2 separate regions of the Zea mays genome follow, and region 2 is linked to region 1. Evidence: chromatin contacts called from public Hi-C data. All regions are on one chromosome and are shown on one strand. The core of a region is the stretch at or near the end of the contact, and the rest is flanking DNA. Distances in the headings are between cores, read along the strand shown.

The links. A called contact is a pair of places that touch in the nucleus more often than the background predicts.
Region 2: a Hi-C map of ear shows a contact between it and region 1, with 4 times the contacts expected there. The contact joins the promoter of LOC103629626 here to the promoter of LOC100383604 in region 1. A contact is called at or near these places in 7 of 25 Hi-C or Micro-C datasets (ear, endosperm, leaf and 2 more).

The regions. Positions count from the first base shown.
Region 1 is chr6:98,852,738-98,859,351 of Zm-B73-REFERENCE-NAM-5.0, reverse strand. LOC100383604 reads left to right here and starts at 3,445. Exons shown (of 4, transcript NM_001176252.1): 1 at 3,445-3,643.
Region 2 is chr6:99,111,325-99,117,938 of Zm-B73-REFERENCE-NAM-5.0, reverse strand. It overlaps LOC103629626 (external alternative NAD(P)H-ubiquinone oxidoreductase B1, mitochondrial), which reads right to left and starts at 3,430. Exons shown (of 9, transcript XR_004850222.1): 1 at 2,950-3,430; 2 at 2,370-2,634; 3 at 911-1,117; 4 at 1-31.

The DNA.
Region 1 (6,614 bases), core at 2,196-4,695:
TCCCCCCAGGGACCATGCTTACTCCGAGTTTATCTCGGAACGCCCTGGCTATTTCTTCCCTCACTATATCGATGGCAGCCGGTGCAAGACCACCGGCTCTCTGGTCAAACATAGGTGGGGTTGGCTGGATATTAGCGTGTTGTCTTTCCCCCATTGGTTTGAGCTATGTGGTGCATTGCCATTTACCCTATATGACTCATAGGATTGATTGTTCCTTTCCAGCCTTCTAGGCTGGGCCAAAAAGCTTTCTTGGGCTCGGGATTTTGTATTAATGGGTTGATGCATCGCATAGTGTGATGGGAAGTGTTGCTGGGACGGGCGAGGATTCAGGTAACAATCCTCCTTAAAAAACTCATGCGTGGACTGTCCGGACATGTACCCGGACCGTCCGTGATTATATGCGGACCATCCGTCGCTGTATGCGGACGGTCCGACTGGGTAGTTTAAATTCTGCGCAATATGATGTGGCTCGGGCACATGTGTTGGTAATTCATTAAAAATGGGCCCAACCGTTGCTGGCCCGGACGGTCCGCGCTCACGTGCGGACGGTCTGGGCATGTGCAGATCGGCTGATCTACTGCCGATTTGCGGTTGCTCAGGGTATGTGTCCATCGGCATCCCATAAAGGGGTTGTGACTGGTCGTGACAACCTATAGTCGATGTGTTACGTGTGTTTCCCCCCTAATTCAACCTTGCGCGAAGGAAATTTTGCAATGGTAGATTTATCAAATGCACGTACTAGTCTCCTATAATCATTTTGCATACCCCTATGATATTTTGCATTTGTTCTCGCTGTTCATCTACATAATTCTTAAGAGATTGTAGCTCATTTGTGTTACTTACGTTGGGGATATCTGGTGTGGGTCGGAGTGAAGCCGGATCCGTCGCCCGTTGTCGGACGACTTTATTGTTCCTGTCCACCTTGAAGTTAGCTAGGAACTTCGCCTTTGCCTCTTGAATCAGTTGCTCCTTGTGCTCCTCGAACTGGAGCTATTCGTCAGCCGGCAAGGTTTCCCAAGTCGGCTCTATAATATTGCTGGGGGAGACTTTAGAACTATCCCTTGAACCGACCATTGAGGGTCGATTTGATAGGTCTAGATGTGTGTTCCCCAACGGAGTCGCCAAAAAGTATGTTGACACCTTTTTGGGGCGCCAATCACTCAACACGAACCAACGACGGTGCTCTCTGCACAGGGGCGAACGATCCGTGGCCTAGCGCGAGGCTAGGGTTTCCTGCCTGACGGCCGGACGGTCCGTGCCCTAGGGCTGGACGGTCCGCGCGTGCGCAGGGGCGGCGAAAGATCGCCGGCGGCGCCTGAATCTCGCTCCCGGGAGGGACCCCGTTGGGGAGGAGAGATCCTAGGTGGTGTCTAGGCTCGGGTAGACCGACCTAGACTCCTCTAATCGACATAGAGTCGAAGAGAAGCAGAGGATTTGGGGATTGGAAGACTAACCTAGAACTAGACTAGAACTACTCCTAAGAATAAATGTAAATTGTATTGATTGAAGGTTCGATTGATTGATTAAATCGGCTGTATTCTTCTGCTTTTATAGAGGAGGGGGGCTGGACCCGTTACCAACAAAATTTCGAGCTAATCTCGAGATTCTCGTCAACAAACATAGCAAGAAATTAGGAACCCTAATTTGTTCTGCGCTTGCGTGGACCGTCCGGCCTCAGGGCCGGACCGTCCGGCACTCTTTTTAGTGCTCAACAAAGTGAACACGGTGATTTGTTTTACCGAGGTTCGGTTCTAAAGAACCTAGTCCCCGTTGAGGTGGTCACAAAGACCGGATCTCTTTCAACCCTTTCCCTCTGTCAAACGGTCACTTAGACCAAGTGAGCTTTCTTCTTTACTTCTCACGGATCACTTAGACCCCGCAAGGACCACCACACAATTGGTGTCTCTTGCCTTGCTTACAAAACACTTATGAACACGAATGAGGAAGGAAGAAAGCCAACCAAGCGACAAGAGCAACAAAGAAACATAAGAACGATCCTCTCACAAGTCCTAAAGCACTAGAATTGAATTGGGGACTTTGATTGGATCGGTGGCTTTGATTTATGTCTTGGAGTATTGCACTTTGCTCTTCTATTGAATGAGGAGTGCTGAATGATTGGATGGTTGGAGTGGTGGTGGTTGAGGGGTATTTATAGCCCTCACCCACCAAAACAATCGTTGGGGTAGGCTGTTGTCGATGCGCGCTACCGGACTATCCGGTGCGCCAGCCACGTCACCCAACCGTTAGGGTTCTGGAGCAGACGACCGTTGGAGCTTTGTCTTCATGCGGCACCGGACAGTCCGGTGTCACACCGGACAGACACTGTTCACAGTCCGGTGCCCCTCTGACTTCTGCGCTCTGACTCTGCGCGTACTGTTCACCACTGTTCGCGGAGTCAGCGGCTTTTGCAGTCGACCATTGCGCCGAAGAGCCATTGCTTCGCTGGTGCACTGGACAGTCCGGTGGCACACCAGACAGTCCGGTAAATTATAGCGGAGCAGCGCTGGAAAAACCCGAGAGTGCCGAGTTCACTCTGGTACAGACCTGGTGCACCGGACACTGTCCGGTGACACACTGGACAGTCCGGTGCGCCAGACCAGGGCAGTCTCAAGGTTCTTGCTCCTTTGAATTTGAACCCTATCTTTAATCTTCTATTGGTTTGTGTTGAACCTTTATGCACCTGTAGAACATATAATATAGAGCAAACTAGTTAGTCCAATATTTATGTTGGGCATTTCAACCACCAAATTTATTTATAGGAAAATGTTTGACCCTATTTCCCTTTCACTTTTTGTTTCTCATTAATTTCATTTCATATGGCCATTTCTTTATTCAATCAACAAGTTGCCTTGGTCACCCAAATCAAGTTCTCATATTAAAAAAACAGGTAGATGTTCTCATAAGCTTGACAGGAAATAATATGTTGGAATTGCTTAACATAAGGATGCTGTCATGTTTCATGGCATATGATGGTATTCATGGTGCACCAATATACCACTGGGCTCTGAAAGTCACGCTTTCAAGAACTTAGAGCTTATGTACATCTAGAGTTCCAAATACATTTAAACGATTAATCGAAGTCAAACAATGTACACCATAGGACTAATCATAAAAGACCTCCATGCCCCAAAAAGCAAACCTACCATTTCCTGCGGGTATAAGTTCAGCTTAAAAAAGCATGGAATCTTAGATTGTCTCCAGTATAGTGTTTTCAGAACGTTCGATTAGTCACGATTAATCGGCGATTCATCGACTGATCGCCAGTGCCGATCAAGGGTAATGACGCGATCAGGCTTGATCGTCCGATTAATTTAGAAACGATCAGCCTGGCTGGATGGATTGAAATTTCGGCCCAATGGCCCACTTCACTTGTCCAGCGACCCAGCCCAGCTTCCTTTTTTTCCAATTCCCACGTGAGCAGAAGCTGCACAAGCACAACCAAGAGCCAACATAAAGCAACGCCCAGGCATACACGACACGAACCAGGCAACCAGCTGCCGAGGGAGGAACCCTAGCGGAACAGGTGACGGCGTCGCGCTACCGGTGACGGCGTCGCGCTACCGGTGACGGGGGATACGGCGGCATCGTCCCCCTCGGCCCCTCCTCCATCCCCGGCGCGGCGGCGCCAGCAGCCGTCCTGCAGGTACGGTCTCCAGTCTCCAGAATCCAGAGCTTGTCCCTTTTTTCTGGTGTGCTCTGTAGGTATGGGCGTATAGCTGTTGGCCTGTTGCTGCCCATGTCCATGTTTGTTGGTTTTCAGTTTTACTTAGATGCTGAAAGCCTGAAACCTTCCAGTGATTATTCGCTTCATGTTGTAGTATGGCTGTCAGCCTGTTGCTGCCCATGTCCATGGGCGTATCACGTATGGCTGTTTGCCTTGTTGAAAGCCTGAACCTGAAGCCATGTCCATGGGCGTGTAGTTATATATATGAAGGTTGATCGGTTCCTATAGCCCTGGACGATCAGGATTTCTGATTGACCGATCAGAGCCCGGTTAATCGGGCTGGTCCTCGACTAATCATGAGGAGCGATCAGCCGATCTGGAAACATTGGTTTGAGCCTAGGAAGCTGCAACTCTATAATACAGGTCTCGAGCAGCCCAAAATGCACAGAACTGGGATTCACAATTTGAATGAAAGTGACAGAGTTCACAACAAAGCTATATAACTAGAAAAACCAAAGCGGCCTATAGTTTGGGACAGGGAGTGGTAGTAGTAAAAAAACTAAAAAAAAATATGTAGAAGGCACATACTCTCTGGCCATGGCAACTAAGAAAATCTCCTGCATGGTCTGCTTTCAAGTGAGATAGAGCAGACTTGAGTGCCTTCCTCACAAGGTATCTTTCTTGTTGAGATCCCTGCTGTTCTTGCATAGCAGTGGCTAGAGAAAATCAAGGATCGACAGAAAATCCACCTTCTACATATAAATTGAAGCTTTCATTGGGAAAAAAGGCCTGTGAATGACCAAAAGAGTATGCAGTGCACAGTGTGAAAACGGGATATCATTCATGGTAAGTGTGAATAGCAATATCAATACGAGCAAATGTCATGTTATCCCACTCAAGAAAAGCATTTCCTTCATCACCCAGCAAACTTCCTTTTAACTTGAAACCATAGCTTTGCCAGCCTGTGCTCATCAACACATCAAAAGAGGACTGTGATATCTGACAAGGTACAAAATCTTCAAAATACAGAACCTACAATTGTTGCAACCAACGATGGCATAAACTGTCAGCTCAGTTGAATCATGATTAACTATAATATCACTGGACACGAAAAAGAATGCATATGGCTGTTGGCCTGTTGCTGCCCATCAGCCCATGTCCATGTTTGTTGGTTTTCAGTTTTACTTAGATGTTGAAAGCCTGAATCCTTCCAGTGATTATTTGCTTCATGCTGTAGTATGGCTGTTGGCCTGTTGCTGCCCATGCCCATGGGCGTATCACGAATGGCTGTTTGCCTTGTTGAAAGCTTGAACCTGAAGCCATGTCCATGGGCGTGTAGTTATATATATGAAGGTTGATTGGTTCCTATAGCCCTGAACGATCAAGATGTCTGATTGACCGATCAGAGCCCGGTTAATCATCGGACTGGTCGTCGACTAATCGTGATTTGTCGGCTGATCGCCCCTCTGGCGATCAGGAGCGATCAGCCGATCTGAAAACATTGCTCCAGTAGAGTGTGTAAAATAGGGGATGCGGAACTGTAGTCTGTAGATGACACCGTTTAACACTGTTTGCAGAGAGAAGTTTGAAATAGGGGATGAGATAGGAAATCTGCTGGAGATAGCCTTACACCAGGTGGTATCAGTTGGGGGTGAATGACTTATTGCTCCTAGCAGACTCTCATACTTGTGTTCCAACTGTACACCATTACAAGAAAGAAAAATGCAGATTATGGAGGAACGCTAATCTGTTTACAGTTCCGAAAGCTCCAATATGTGTGCGTGTGTGACATTGTAACCGAAATTTCTCATGTACTTCCTGTGCGTCCACAAATTTGTACATGAAGGGTTGGCAGTTGGCACATGCTGATATCTCATATAGTGTTCATAGATTTTTACAGAAATACATATCTCATGTAGTCAGGTAACTAAAATAGGTCTTTTAAATAAAATTTGCTGGGACTAAAGTTTAGTCCTCATTTTAGGATGGTGAATCAAATACAAACAAGTGTTCACACATTACAGTAAGCCCACATATCATAATCTTATGGTGACAATCACAACGTAACCTGAGTCTTTCTTGGCTTTCTTGTGCTCATTGTACTTTTCTTGCTTCTTGTTCCATGGCAAGCTATCAAATGACACCATAGGAATTATTGCATTCTTAGCTTTTGCCTTTGATATTGAACTTCATGGGTGAGGGCGGTCAGCGAGGCTAGACATGGCGCAGCCCCAAGGCTGTCGTTCTGGCTTTAATCTTTACTAGAAAAAGGAAGCGCCCTATCGGGCGCTAAACACTTTATGCAGTAGGAGAATAAATTAAACCATATGTTACACCTTATAGGACACATTTTAATGCGGCCGCAAAATTAGGCAAAGAAAGCCACAATGATTGTGGACCAACAAGCTTTAACAAGTAAAAATGATGTACATTGTCTCGACTACTAAACGATAGCTAAGCCACCGTAAGCTAAGTAAAAGCTCATATTCTTGTGGCTAATAAGAGATGCATGATCCAGAAACAAAGTATATATTGTCCTAATTCAAGTAGCAGTTTGTGCCTTCTAAATGTAAAATGGAACATTATGCAATAAAGCATACCTTCCTATACGCAGAACCAGTAGGGAACCATCCTTTCTTAGTTCTGCAATAAACTGCAATTGCAGATGTCACAACAAACTGGACATATCCAGTTAGGATTCTTCTTAACCTCTAACACACTCTCGCCATACCTGCATCCACTATACAGTGTCAATCCAGAAACTACTAACTGTCAAGAGAAAAGAAAACAGAGTTCAATTCACATTTACATGCATATTCATCTCATCGCCATCGAAGAAGCCATCATTGTATTGTGAAGTAAGTTCAACTGGAAAGTTGAGTAGTGCATAGTTTTGATGAGATGCCCCATGATAGACAATCTATGAAGACTTTGTTGCCGATAGAAAAGA
Region 2 (6,614 bases), core at 2,181-4,680, 260 kb before region 1:
CCTTCCGTATCTTCTGAGCATCCTCTACTTCCTGACTTTCATGATGTGAAGCCATGTCATGATAGAGGAAGGCAGAAAATATTACATGATAGATGATGCAGTTAGTAGCTTCATGAATGTAAATCTTCGAAGAATGACCATAAGGACACTGAAGATTTATACTGCATTAAGGGCAAAGTCACACAACAGGGTCATTCAGAGAATGTAATGCCACTGAGCAGGTGCTCCATGGGAATGCTGACGTGTGAAAAAACAAAACATAGGTCACATATGCTTAACATAAGTAGCTACAAGCTATATATGTGTGTTCCAAATGGGTGTGCACTACATCATGCCATATGGTTGAGTGTAAACTGACATTTGATTCTATTTCATGATTATTAAAAAAAACTCGGACGGGAGGAAAAGACCGCCCTCCGGTATTATATTAAGAGGCCGAAATATAGTCCCGGCCGAAAAAATCTCCGAACCCTAACTCCCCATCACTAGCAGGTCATCACCGCCCACTCTGCAACGGCCCAGCCGAAGGGTGGCGCGCAGGACGTAAACCGGGAGCGGATAGACACAACGAGGGGATTTTTTTAACCAAGCCAGAAATTCGCCCCGAGGGAGATCAAACCCGGGACTTGGAGGTGCTACTCGGAAGCCTTAATCATTACACTAGAGGTCCTTTCACCTCTTTCATGATTATAATTTGACAGGTTCTTTCATGCAATGAAATCTATGTGTCGATGTAAGATTTATCATTGCAGTTACATTGTTTTGTTAGACAAAAAAATTTCATTTCACACAGGATTAGACAATGAGATCAAAATCAAAAGCATCTTCATGATGTTATTAACGATCAAGCAGAATAACTACAGCTTATAATTGATATATGGATCAAAACATAATATGTAGGGAATTGTACCTTCAAAAAGCAGCAGTGCTCCAGCACTCCAGGAGTGTTAAATGTACTTACAGTAGCCCCAAGAGCAACAACTAAGTAGTCATAATCCAACATAAAATCACCATTCCCATCAAGATTAGTTCCAACAGCAGAACGGCAATGTACAGTTTTTCTATTTGCATCAATCTTGAAACACTCGGCTTCACAAAATGTGACATCCTTGTTTTTCTATGAAAAATAAAGACAAGAACAATAAAACAGTCTGTGTCACTGAACTAACACAGAAAGTGAATGAACACTACTGAGGCATACAAGGTATCGAGGTAAGCACTCTTAGTAAACACGAAATGATTTTTTTAAATTTTTTTGATGCCAATGCTATGCCACTTTGACAACTGAATTTTATCATCGCATATTAGGGACACTGAACAAGTCACAAGAGTGCAATATTGTGATTTATGAAATAATGTTATGTCATGTTTACACATATCACTTCTATATATCCAAACTACACACGTACACATTATAAATTATACCTATGATCAGATTGAGCTGACTGCATGCGTTTTAAGGCCCCACTTGTTTTGGATGTCGGGAGTATCACAAATGAACAGCTAACCAACACATGGCAAGACTCAAGAGTCAAGACCAAAGAGATGTGCCACCAACACTTTTTCCAGCTTTGTATGCACACAGCTTGAGGAAAAATAGAACGGTGAGGGAGGCATTGACAGACAACAAGTGGGTGATGGATGTGGATCACAATATGAGCCAGCAGATCATCACGGAATTTGTGGCCTTATGGGTGCGCCTACAGGATATACACCTGCTGCAATCACAATAAGGCACGGTCACTTGGCTACATTCGCCTGATGGTCAGTACATGGCAAAGTCTGCATATGAAGTGCAGATTCTTCGCTTGGCTCATGCTTCAGAACAGAATATGGACAACTGCGCTTTTGCAGCTGCAGGGGTGGCCAAACGACCACTTCTGTCAGCTGTGTGTTAGGAACCTAGAGACATTCTCACAATTTTTTATCCCAGGAATACTGCTTCTCTAGGATAATATGGGGAAAAGTGGCTTCATGGATTGAGGCACCAGCTTTGGCGCTGTCTAATTGGAGCCAGATGGAAGACTTGGGACAATGGTTCATTGAGATGGGGAACTGTGGAACAGAAGACAGGGTGTGCGATCTATGATCACGCTAACCATTTGGGAAATGTAGAAAGAGAGAAATAACTGCGTATTCAATAAAGTTAGCAAGACACCTCTAAGTGTTCAGTGCAAATTGCAATACAAGATGAGGCAAGTATGTGAATACATGCGGTGGAACAGGGGCCTAGAGCTGATTCTACCGATACAAGCACAACACCTAATAGCATTATTTATGCTAACATTCCAACGAGAATAAACAAAACACCACACCAAATTGCATTGAGCACACAGTAGCACATAATCAATTGGCAAAAAAAGAAGTACCTTCTCAAACATCCTCCGTACCGGTTCAATAATGCTGCGCGGCTCGACAGTCCCACACGTGACACTCGGAAGCAGAGGAGTGAACGCGAAGTAGTTCCGGGGCGATATGACCTTCACTTCATACCTGGAGCAGTCGAGGTTCTTGAGGAACGACGTCCCAGCCCAGCCAGTCCCAAGAACCACCACCTTCTTCCTGGGAGCATCCTGAGATGGGTCCGGCGCGCTCTCTGCAGCGGAATCCGCGTACGCCACAAGGCCTCCGCCACTGCAGAGCGGTAGCGAATCTTTCAGCTCGCAAATGCAGCCCAAATATGCAAAGTGAAATACTGGAACCAAACCGAAGGTATGAATTTTTCCCTATCCAAACACAGTAGATGGATCCCAAGAAACATGATCCTATGGCCTTCACAGTTGACGACGATGGTCGAACAGGAGAGCAAATCAAAGGGACGGGAAGAAACAGATGGGTGAACAGAAAAAGGAGCAGTAAATCACGCGACAACCGCCCTCCTCCAAAAAGAGAGAGAGAGAGCAAAATCGGGGGGTTTCTGGTGGAAAGCGACGGAGGAAGCACTCGCACCTGGCCGCTGTGAGCAGAAGCGCGGCGGTGGAGAAGCCGGGGCGCGCGATCCCGTCCAGCAGTCGAGCACCGGCTCGGGAGGTGAAGAAGGAGAACCCCATCCTCCTTTGCTCGCTTTCAGAAGACCACACTCACTGATCAGGTTCCGAGTCAGAACCCCAATCCCGAACGATGAACGATCCGCGCTAATAATACCGGCGAGAAAAGCGATGGAAAAGGCCAGCCTAGAACACGGCCTACTACCTGCTCCCTTGGTCGCCGCTCATTGGCTAGCCGCTGCGGATGTGTCGCGTGTCCATCCGCAGCAGCAGCTGCCTCTGACCTGTCCCAGACTCCCAGGTACTCCTACCAGAAAAAAATAAAAATAAAAGGAAAATTACCCCAGATTTGAGGCAATGCAGGAATAAAAAAGTTCCAGATCTCATCCACGTCCAAGACTTCGTATTATACACCGGTCGGCAATTTCCCATCTCCCTCTGATGAGTCATGGCCATTCTGCATTTCTTTACATGACCTAATTGACTTCCACCTGACCAGCATGTGACACGTCCACATGGCCTATCGCTATCGCTTCTTTCCCCCTTTTTCTTGTTTAGATATACCATGCGATGCGACATGCCGTATGCTTCAGTCGTTCAGCCTCCATGCCCCCCACGCTGCCTTTTTTGCTATTGAGACGATCTTGAATTTTACTTTCTGCAGCTTGATCTAGTTCTGAATATGACTTGAATTCTACTGCGTTAGATATAGGTCCATTATAATCTTGATGCCAAAAAACAAGTTAGCTCCTAGATGCAGTGACGAGGGATAGAAAATAATGACAAAGTAAGGGGCTTTATTATTATTATAACACTATATAGCATGTAGTGATTAAACTGTCAGACATTCGACTTCCTGCAGCATAAGAAGAGTTTCTTACTGAGGGCCCACTTGCAGCAATTTTACAAGAATTTCTTAACCATTTGGTAGTACGAACTGTGATCAACAACGATAATAACTTTATCATTCACTCAGTCAGTGAAATAAATGCCGCGACCATCACCTTCCCCGCACGGATGACTCTCACCTTCCCGCCCTTTCTCGTCCGGACGGCGCGCCTGGCGACTAGGGTCGGGGCGCCGCTCGCCGCCTTGGCCCGCGCCGTCGCGGAGGCACTGCCCCTGCCAGTCCGAGGTCCGAGCCCCGTCTCGCTGATCTCCAGGCCGCCCGAGTCGACGCCTGCTTCCTCGGTCCTCGCGTCTTCTCCAACCTGCCGCCGGACCCCGCCCTGCGCTCGTGGGCCGATACATATCAAGCCCACCATATATATTGGCCCATCCGTGATACGGGCCAGGGCCCCTTTTAAACAGCTCTACCGTATATGGTCTACCGACTACCGGCAGAGCTACAGAACTGCTACCTCGCAGGCGCACTTGCCGCCGCCTTAGAGCACCTAGAGGGGATCAACACTAAATGACACAAACTTGGTTTATAAAATGTTAGTGGAATCAAAACCAAGGTGCTATGTCTAGAGAGAAAGAGATGACTTGTTCACTTAATTGCTCTTCACAAGGTGAGTATTAAACTTAGAACAATTATCAAGTGAGTAGAAGCAGAGAGAATTGCACACGAATAACAACAAATGACACAACGATTTTATCCCGTGGTTCGGCCAAGTAGAACACTTGCCTTCTTCCACGTTGTGGCGTTCCAATGGACGAGGGTTGCACTCAACCCCTTTCAAGCGATCCAATGATCCACTTGAATACCACGGTTTTCTTCCTTATAGCAGATGTTCCTTTTGTGAGGAATCTCCACAAGTTGGAGCCTCTCACCCTTACAATATTGATCACAATGAAAACCACAAGAGTAAGAGAGGGAATAGAAACACACGCAAGAGCTAGAGTCACAGCAGTGACACGCACACAAGTCAAGAAACGAGCACACAAACACAGCGCACCAAGTTCACAACTCAACAAGTGCTCAAATCTCAAACACAATGATCCGGATGCGTGCTTGCGGAGCCTAGGCGTCTTAGGATATTCAATGTAGGCTTGGTGTCTGCTCCATGTGCCTATGGGTCCCTTTTATAGCACCAAGGCAGTTAGGAGCCGTTGGAGCTCCATTTGGTAGGCAATTCTTGCCTTCTGTCCGTGGGCGCACCGGACAGTGAACAGTACAAGCACAGGACGCGACAGAGAATCGCCTGATTGGTTGGTTTCCTTTTCTGTGGGGCACCGAACGGTCCGGTGTGGGGCATCGGACGGTCTGGTGCGCCATATGACTGTTGGCCCTTGGTCGACGTGGCAGGTAGTCGTTGCACGGTTGTTACACCGGACTGTCCGGCGCCTCGTGCGGACTGTCCGGTGAATTATAGTCGACGTAGCCAGGAAACCCCGAGAGCAGAGAGTTGGGCTGACCGTGCACCGGACTGTCCGATGCACACCGGACTGTCCGGTGGGTGGTACCGGACCGTTCGGTGCTGCGCAGTCCAGCACCTTTTCTACGTTCCTTCCTTTGTCTTCCTTTGATTCTTTTGGACTTCACTTAGCTGAGTCCCTAGCACTTAGACAAGTATGTTTAGCACATAAAAACAATTGACTAAGCGTCTAGAACTTACCTTCATACTTGATCCATCTAGATATACCTTTGTTCAACATTAGTTGGTTCTCACCTGGTGTGTTGTGCATATAATCACCAAAACAATATAGAAATGGCCTAAGGACCCATTTTCCTTTCAATCTCTCCCCTTTTTGGTGATTTATACCAACACCCAAAAAACAACTCATTTTGAACTAACATAACAAAAAAGAGCTAAAGAATGCGGCTTTGTGCCAAATTAAAGACCAATAAGTTTTTCAAGAAACTTGGCATATTTGGATCACTTTTGCCACCACTTGGTTTATTTTCACAAAACAAATTCTTTTTCCTATCTCTAAGTCCAACACACTCGTTTTGGCAAATCGAGAGATCTTTCAAGAGTAAATTTGATCAAATGCCAAAAAAAACTCCCCCATTTTCCCATAATCGAAATTCTCCCCCATAAGAGAACAGTTTTTGCAAATAAGAGGGTTTTGACCAAACACAGAAAGTTTAACTCTCCAATTTTTGAAATTCACACAAGTGGTTGGCTGATCCAGTTGCTTTGGCCTTAATTTCTCCCCCTTTGGCATTAAGCACCAAAACAGGAGACCTTTTTGGCCCTATTGCCTCACCAAAATGTCAAATAAGCGCAAAAAGGAAATGAGAGCACAAAGAACTTAAGACAAGATACATTGATACCGGAGTGCAGTGGAAGCTCTTTCTTTGTCCAAGTTCACTTTTCCCTTTCAATGCAACTTTGAGACTGTATATCGAGTACTCAACAAACAAGTTAGTCTCAAGGGAGTCTAGTTGTAGCACATCCTCCCCCTAAACATGTGCATCATTTGCATAGGGACTTGAGAGGTCTAGGGATGACTTGTACAACTTGAGCACCAAAAATAAGCAATTAAAGACATTAATGTTTAAAGTAACATGATCAAAGGCATAGAACACATGTATGCTATAGATCAATCCAAGTTACGCAAATCTAAGACATTTAGCTCACTTCGCAACCTGCAAAACCTTTTCTCATCTAAAGGCTTGGTGAAGATATCGACTAGCTGGTGCTTGGTGCTAATATGGTAAATATCGATATCTCCCCT